Regions from separate parts of the Macaca mulatta genome. Here region 1 is linked to region 2. A link is a contact called in public Hi-C data. All regions are on one chromosome and are shown on one strand. The core of a region is the stretch at or near the end of the contact, and the rest is flanking DNA. Distances in the headings are between cores, read along the strand shown. Region 1 holds the start of NDUFB3 (NADH:ubiquinone oxidoreductase subunit B3). Region 2 holds the start of ORC2 (origin recognition complex subunit 2).

Region 1 (4,269 bases), core at 824-3,323, 99 kb after region 2:
ATGCACTACTGAAATAAATTTAGGAAAATTATAGAGTTGCTGATACTACATTAGACCTTATCTCCTAAGCTAAAGACAATATTTCAAACACCTTACATTTTAGAAATTTATAACGCTTCCTTTAAAATTATTTTCCAGTGCTTCTTTGAAAATTGTTTTTCAATGAGCTATAAAATCAAGTTTTTATGTCGTTTGCCCTTCCATAACACATACTGAATAGAATTCCTATTTTAATTCTACATTTTATTGTGGAAACAATGAATTATAAAACTTTTTAAAAATAAGATAATTTAGTTAATTATATCTATAAATATATTTTGCCTCTGCCCGAGAGGTTCAGAGTCCACTTTTTAAACCTAATAATTCATAACTAGCTTATCAGACTTGTTTACAGAACAAACTACTTAAAAGTTGACTTTTTTCGGCCAAGCGCGGTGGCTCACGCCTGTAATCCTAGCACTTTGGGAGGCCGAGGCAGGCGGATCACCTGAGGTCCGGAATTCGAGACCAGCCTGGCCAACATGGAGAAACCCCGTCTCTACTAAAAATACAAAATTAGCCGGGCGTGGTGGCGCATGCCTGTAATCCCAGCTACTTCGGAGGCTGAGGCAGGAGAATGGCTTGAATTCGGGAGGCGGAGGTTGCTGTGAGCCGAGATCGCGCCATTGCACTCCAGCCTGGGCAACAAGAGCGAAACTCCGTCTCAAAAAAAAAAAAAAAAAAATTGACTTTTTTGCCCAAATTCAGACCACCACCTTATTTGCACAGTTGCTAACTTCCACAATATCCTGGGGGGAGGAAGAGATCTGCCAACTAATTTTCTACTCATTTTCCAACTTACACTTAGCTCCCACTGTAAATTTTTTAAGGATCCCCACTTTCCTGAAGATTTTTTTTAAATGTTGTCAGCCTTGACCCTCAAATAAATTCACAAACTACAAAACATGAACCTGCAAACTACAAAACATGAACCACATTCATCGCAACCTAGTATCTGTCAAGTCAAGTCCATATTTGGGATAAGCTCTTCGTGACTACTCTATCCTCCATGCTACCACCCTTCGCCTACAGAACCTGCCAAGGTAAAAGACACTCAAGCCAAAGAAAAAAGTGTTCTAATACATTAATAGGTTGAAAGACCTTCTCTCCCAGGAGGGGCAACCTAGTTGTTTGGGTAAATAACCGCCAAAGATTACATAATGTACAGCAATAATGAGTTTTCAGGATCTGACCGCCCGTAAATATTTTTCTTCTCCGCTCCCCTTCACCACCCCCAGGAAATAGCCCTAAGAAGCAATCACTGGGATTTCTTAGCTGTCTTCAATGCCGTGTCCTTTTCTCGCCTAGGGCTTTGTGCAAGGAATCCCTTCAGCCCTCACTACACCGCCTTGCTCCCGCCTCTCTCCTCCCTCTCTGCTGGCGCCAGCGCAGCCCCCACGCCCTAGGTGGGCCCCCACGTCGCCCCACAGGGCTCGGCTTCCACCCGCCTCGGCTGCAGCCTTCTCCTCCTCAGGACCCTCCCAAGATGTTACCTGGTTTACGAGAGGTTCTGGGACCACCAACACACCAACTACCGCCTTTCCAGACCACCCACGCCAGCTACCCTCTGTAGTTTCCGCGGCCGAAGGAGAAGAAAAACCCTCTTCACCTAGCACTTTGCGTCCCCCAAAGACAGTACCACCGCCTACCTGTCACCCTGCTGTCTCCGGCTTCCTACTGCCACCGCCTCCCGCAGCAGCCTGCCAACTGCAGCGCAACAACCAACCCTTTCATTGGGTGAGAGCACGCGCTCAACAACAGCCTCCCTGATTGGCTTCAGTATGTCCGCGGCCCTGCCCCCTGTGCGGTGTCTAAGGGTTCCGTCCCCAAGGAAGAAGAACATGTTCTCTTCCCCGCCTTTTTCTCTTCTACAGTATCTGTTACCTCAGTCAGATTGAAGATGCACATATGTGGGGAAGATAATCGACTTCCAGCCTCCTTCATGTAATCTCTTCCTGATTTAGGAATCTCTAACCCAGTACCGGAACGTTAAGCGGCTTCTCCGCTTTCCTGCCGTGAGAAACTCGAGGTGACAACCTCCGCTTCCGGTTGGTTCCGGTTGCAGAGTTGAGTGTCCTGAGAGGTCAGATTGAATTCAGGTAAATTAGGGAGTTGGTGGGAGACCGGTTGATTAGGATTAAGAGCTAGATTCTATTCTGGGGAGTGTAGAAAAGGAGAGACTAAATAAATGGAGAAGGATGGGAGGCTGGAAGGGAGATCAAAGAACTAGCAGGCGAGAACTAATGAAGTCTAAGTTTAAGTTGGGGTAGGGAGGGGTGATTGGAGGATTCAGTGAGCATTACTGTAGTTGTTACATAAAAGTGCTTTTTCCCGCCTTTGCCACACGCAAAATTGTCTTTGTTTGGCTTTGAATAGAACAAAGGCAGAAGAACAGCATCACTAAAAGTAAAACAGTTCATTTGTTATTTCCTAATATTCATATAATCACAGTTTTTTAAATACGAGGAAGTTAAGATATATACTTGGTAGTCTTCGGTAAACTAAAATTGCACGTAGTGGAAGTGGCATTATCTTCTTATTTCTTTCTTAGGGAAAGGATACCAGCACACATCTTCTTAGAGCCAGCTTCCTTTAGTGGAAGTTGATCCTCATCAGACTTTTAGATTCACTTCAGACACAGATAGATAGCTTTTTAAATTTTTGGTTGCATGTTTTTTTCTTTATTTAATTAATTTCCTTACTGTTATTTGAGCTGCTCTGAAACGGAAATAACCAGCATTTTTCAGTCCTCAGCACAATTTAAGTCAATTTTTCTAATTTTATTTTTTATTGTCAAGTATACATACAGAAGGGTGTATAAAACATACATTTTTTAAAATTATAACTAACAGAAGCAGACACTCCCGTAACCACCTCTTAAATTAGAAAATAAAGCATTGCCGGCCGGGCGCGGTGGCTCAAGCCTGTAATCCCAGCACTTTGGGAGGCCGAGACGGGCGGATCACGAGGTCAGGAGATCGAGACCATCCTGGCTAACACGGTGAAACCCCGTCTCTACTAAAAAATACAAAAAACTAGCCGGGCGAGGTGGCGGGCGCCTGTAGTCCCAGCTACTCGGGAGGCTGAGGCAGGAGAATGGTCTAAACCCGGGAGGCGGAGCTTGCAGTGAGCTGAGATCCGGCCACTGCACCCCAGCCTGGGCGACAGAGCAAGACTCTGTCTCAAAAAAAAAAAAAAAAGAAAAGAAAGCATTGCCAATACCTTAGAACATGCATTCTTAACAGGGGTGATTTTGCATTTCAGGGGGGTGAAAATTGGTGGGGCTGGGGTAGTAGGTCTTAGTTACTACAATGAGTTGTGTCCCTCCAAAGGGCCACAGTATATAAACATATATAGTGTGTATGTAGTGTTAAATTTTCATGGTGGGAGGGTCGTGATTAGGAATAAAATGTCTAGAAAGGTTCCTTACAGGGACAATAATTAAAAATTGGTTGAAAAACACTGCCTTAGCTGCCTGTATGTTTCTGTGATTCCATCTCCTCCACCAAGAGGTAACCATTATCCTGACTTGTGCTAAGCACTCACTTGTTTTACTTTAATTTTTCCATCTATGATGAATTCCTAAAAAAATGAATTGTTAGGCGTTTCAATTTATATAAATAGGATCCGAGTGCATGTGTATTTTTTTTCTGACTCACCCCTTGCTCATTATTATATTTGTGAAGATTCAATCATACTTTTGCATGTAGTTTTTGGTTGTATAATATATAGTGTGACTATACCATAATCGCTTCTGTTGTAATTGGACATTTGGGTTGTTTACAGTTGGGAGATAGAATAAACAATGTGGCTATAAAGATTCTTTTAAAAACATTTTTCTTAGGCTGGGCATGGTGGCTTACGTCTGTAATCCAACACTTTGGGTGGATAATTAGGTCTGGAGATCGAGACCATCCTGACCAACATGGTGAAACCCTGTCTCTACTAAAAGTACAAAAAATTAGCCGGTTGTGGTAGCGCATGCCTGTAATCCCAGCTACTCGGGAGGCTGAGGCAGGAGAATCACTAGAACCCAGGAGGCGGAGGTTGCAGTGAGCCGAGATCACACCACCCATTGCACTCCAGCCTGGGCAACAGAGTGAGGCTATCTCAAAAAAAAAATTTTCTTTTTTTTTTTTTTTTTTTTTTTTTTTGAGACGGAGTCTCGCTCTGCCGCCCAGGCTGGAGTGCAGTGGCCGGATCTCAGCTCACTGCAAGCTCCGCCTCCCG
Region 2 (4,212 bases), core at 1,446-3,945:
GATGGGGTTTCACCATGTTGGCCAGGATGGTCTCGATCTCTTGACCTCATGATCGGCCCGCCTTGGCCTCCCAAAGTGTTGGGATTACAGGTGTAAGCCACTGTACCTGGCAGATTACTAACTTCCTGACCACTCTATTACACCACATACCTCTCCTGCCATCAAATAAAAATGTTATCCTAAATGCTTGGTTTTTTTTGTTGTTCTGGGTTGTTTTTGTGGGGGTTTTTTTGTTTGTTTTTTGAAACAGGGTCATTCATCTCTGTCACCCAGGCTGGAGTGCAGTGGTGTGATCTCAGCTCACTGCAACACCTCACCTCAGCCTCCTGAGTAGGTGGGACTACAGGTGTGCAATGCCAAGCCTCGCTAATTTTTGTATTTTTTTGTAGAGACGGGGTTTCCCCATGTTGCCCAGGGTGGCCTGAGCTCAAGCGATCTGCCCACCTCAGCCTCCCCAAGTGCTGGGACTGCAGGTGTGAACTACTGTGCTGAATGCTAAATGCTTGTTTTGACCTCTGAAAACCATTCATAATAGGTCTAGTTATTTCTCTACATGTCAGTTAGGGTTAGGGTATTCTATAGCCCGTAACTATAGAATGTCCAAAGAATTCTATAGTTTCTCTAACTTTCCAGTTCATTGGGTGAAACATTACTAGTTCTATCAAGCATACTTCAAAGAGCATGGCCAGAGTCAGCATAATCTACATTATTTTACTTAATTATATGCTGCCATGTACTACAAAGGATTTGAAGCAATGACACGGATCAAATGTGATAAAACAAATTATAAATTATAAATGCTAATAGGGAGTCTACACCAGAAAAAATATAAAGGAAAGCAGAAAATAAAATCACAAAACGAATTTTTGGCTCTGAGCTTCCTGGTAATCAAAGGAAAAAGCAAGTAAAGGTCTGTTACATAATTCTTATTGGCCAAAGTTTAGTTGTTCTTGGGGATGGGGGGGACGAGATTTTCTAGGAAAATTTAAAAACAAATATTCTAGGCAACTGAGTATTGTCCTAGGCAATTTCCCTATGGTATTCTATATAAGAATTGCCTGGACAGAGGCATCCTCAGTCTTGTTTGTAGCCAAATGCATTTATACAAACATTTCCTTTTCTAATTTTGGAGCATCTTACTAAATAGTACAAAATCACCAAATTAAAGAAAATGTCTACAAAGACCTCATGAGAAACGTTTCCTTCTTTCCTTTCCAACAGTTCCTGAAAAACAAACACACAAACAAACAAACAAAAAACCTAACAATCACACAATAAAATGCAATATTTAGTGACCATTATGACCCTTCAAGGCACTGCCTTGGTGCTTACCTGTCAACCCCTTTCAAGGAGTTAACTTCAAAGCAATTCAGCAGCACCAAGTGTTAGCAACACACTCTCCTTTGAAAGCAAATGAAAGATTTGCTGTAATTTTTAAAAACATAATCCTTTGAAAAAGGTTGGAGAGATTAGTGGTTAAGCACCAATTTTAATATCAGAGAAACGTGAGTTCCAATCTCCACTCCATACTTTATAACTGTGTGACTTTGTCCAAAGTCCTGACGATTAAATGAAATCATGTGCCTGATGTATAAAAGAGCATCACTGAATGCTCCCAATTATCGGTAATTTTTTCTTTAACCTTTTTCTTTTTTAGCTCCTTACTGCAGTACACACTGAGATATTTTTACTTTAAACTTCAACTTCACCATGCAGATTTCTTGTACATCTCTAACTCATTCAACATCTAACAGAAAAACTGCTCAATAAGTGATGATGACCGTTTAACGTGCAGTGCCCTTATACAACGGTGTAGGACCGTGCTATTTTTCTTCAGATTACAATTTAACTGGGGGAAAGTGTAACGATTCTATTAGGATTTCAATTGTAAAATGAAAAGTAACGTCTCAACATCTTTTTGATTAAAAAGCTCTACCAAAAGGGCCTGGCTTATCAACATTTTACAGCCAAGCGTGGCTCCAAGGTGACCGATCAGTTAGCAGGACACATGGGTGCCTCCAGGCTGGGATGACATCAAAGGTTCTAGCTACAGTGGTTCTGGGATGCGATCTCTTCCTCTTCATACCTCACAGGGCACTTTACCACTTTCGTTACAGATCTTCACAGTTCTTTTCCAACCAGAGGGCTTCGTAAGCTGGGAATCAGGTATGTTAATATTAGGCGTCCCTTTCACAAAAGGCTTTTAACTGCTGGGCAGACTAACGAAAGGTCCTCCCAGAGCGAGCCTCTCACCTCAAGTATTAAAGGACTTTGGCTTGCGCCTCCAACCTCTGGCCAGTTGGCTGCGCTCCACCAGCAAAGGGTTCTCGAGCCCCCGGGCAGCCTGCGGGGGGCAGAGAGGCGCAGAGACCATGCCCCGAGTGCCGAGGGAAAGCCCTGAGATGCGCGACGTGGGACGCTGGGGGCCAAGCTCCGACGCGGGGCTGTGTGCACCTGGATGCGCCCCACAAGCCGCGAGCTAAGCAGAAAAGGGAGGCAGGCTGCTCCGACACCCCACTACTCACCGCTAGGTTTCCGCCTGGCGCCGATCCGGCCGCCTCACGCCGGCCGAACGACACCCCGCTGAATCGCCGCCGCAGGGAAAGCACCTTCGGCACCAACGGGAGAAGCCAATTTCTAGTAATTCACGCCCGACGACGGCGGAGGTAAGGAGCCCTGCAGGCCAGCTGGGGGATGGGAAACCTGCGTGCGGCACACCGAATCTCCCGCCCTGTTCAGGGGGCGGTGCCCGGGGAAGCCAATAGGAAGAGGAGTCGGCCAAGAGCGACGGCTGTGCCGGCCAGTCGGCGCCGGCCACTCGGCCCCGCCCATCAGGAAACCTGAGGAAAACGGATCCTTAGGCCCTGAGTTGTGGGCCTTATCTTTCCTTTCCTCTTTCCGTTTCCGGGGAAGGGAGAAGGAAGTGTTGTGTGGATGCGAGGAAGTTTGCGGAATAGCTGGCTGAGTGGTGGCTGTGTACTTGGGGTCGGGCGCAGTGGCTCACGCCTCTAATCCCAGCACTTTGGGAGGTCGAGGCGGGCGAATCACCTGAAGTCAGGAGCTCGAGACCAGTCCGACTGACATGGAGAAACCCCGTCTCTAGTGAAAATACAAAATTAGCCGGGCGAGGTGGCGGGCGCCTGTAATCCCAGCTACTCGGGAGGCTGAGGCAGGAGAATCGCTTGAACCCGGGAGGCAGAGGTTGCAGTGAGCCGAGATCGCGCCATTGCACTCCAGCCTGGGCAACAAGAGCGAAACTCCGTCTCAAAAAAAAAAAAAGTGTTCGTTGGTTTCGCCAGGTACCTTTTGAAGAAAAAGGTAATGGAAATTGATTCGTGTTTCTTTTTTAAATATTTTCTTCATTTGGCGTGAAAGGTAGGATCTTGTACATCTCCAGGGTTTGGAGTAGGGAAAAGAGACGTTAGGAGAAGCACTGAATTATGGAGATGGGATCGGACGGCTAGTGGGATGAAGAGGCTGGGGAAATAGAATGAATAGACAGAGTAAATGATTGACTTCAACTATCCAAAATATAAAAAAGACAAGACAGAGAAAATGAGGAAGAAAAGGAATGAACCTGGATGGGATCCATACAGTATTAAGAACAGGGTACTATTTCATTTGGATTCACTGACTCAAAACAAAACAAAACTACAGAGTACTCTGCGAATCAGAAGATAAGGATTCAGTATATAGCGAGACACCTACAATCTCTGCATTCACTATAGTTACCTAGCACTTGAAGATATTGAACGGAAAATATTGAGAAAAATGCTATTATATGGGAAGTGCATTGGAGCACATGGTAGGAGTATCTAATTAAAAGTCCAGAAGGAGTCAGGAACAATTTTCTTGGAGGAAGGGATGTTTAAACTGAAACCTGAGTGTTGAATAGATTTAAAACAGGTCAAGAGGGGTGACATTTTCCAGGTAGAAGGTCCAAATCCGTGTAACAGCTGTGTAAAATGCCAAGCGTTGGGTCTGTTATTATGAAGGGCTTAGTTGGCCGTTAGGGCACTGGTCAGATTTGTATTGAAAGATCTTTGGATAAAGGAGGTAGGATTGGGAGGGAAGATACAGAGTCACGAGATTTGGAAGCTGTTTAGGAAATCCAGTTGAGAAAGAAATGATCGTAGCCTTGATACCTCATTATTCTATTTTGGCTAGGTGGAGTTAAGAAAACAGAAGAGAAAGGCAATTTTTTGTGCATTG

What was found. A called contact is a pair of places that touch in the nucleus more often than the background predicts.
Region 1: a contact with region 2 is called in a Hi-C map of fetal cortical plate, with 2.1 times the contacts expected there. The contact joins the promoter of NDUFB3 here to the promoter of ORC2 in region 2. A contact is called at or near these places in 2 of 14 Hi-C or Micro-C datasets (fetal cortex germinal zone and fetal cortical plate).

The regions. Positions count from the first base shown.
Region 1 is chr12:106,173,227-106,177,495 of T2T-MMU8v2.0, forward strand. It overlaps NDUFB3 (NADH:ubiquinone oxidoreductase subunit B3), which reads left to right and starts at 2,074. Exons shown (of 4, transcript XM_077957356.1): 1 at 2,074-2,138; 2 at 3,472-3,551. It overlaps HYCC2 (hyccin PI4KA lipid kinase complex subunit 2), which reads right to left and starts at 1,748. Exons shown (of 12, transcript NM_001194005.2): 1 at 1,689-1,748.
Region 2 is chr12:106,073,212-106,077,423 of T2T-MMU8v2.0, forward strand. ORC2 (origin recognition complex subunit 2) reads right to left here and starts at 2,696. Exons shown (of 19, transcript XM_077957354.1): 1 at 2,526-2,696; 2 at 1,333-1,401. It also overlaps a transcript of NIF3L1 not described here.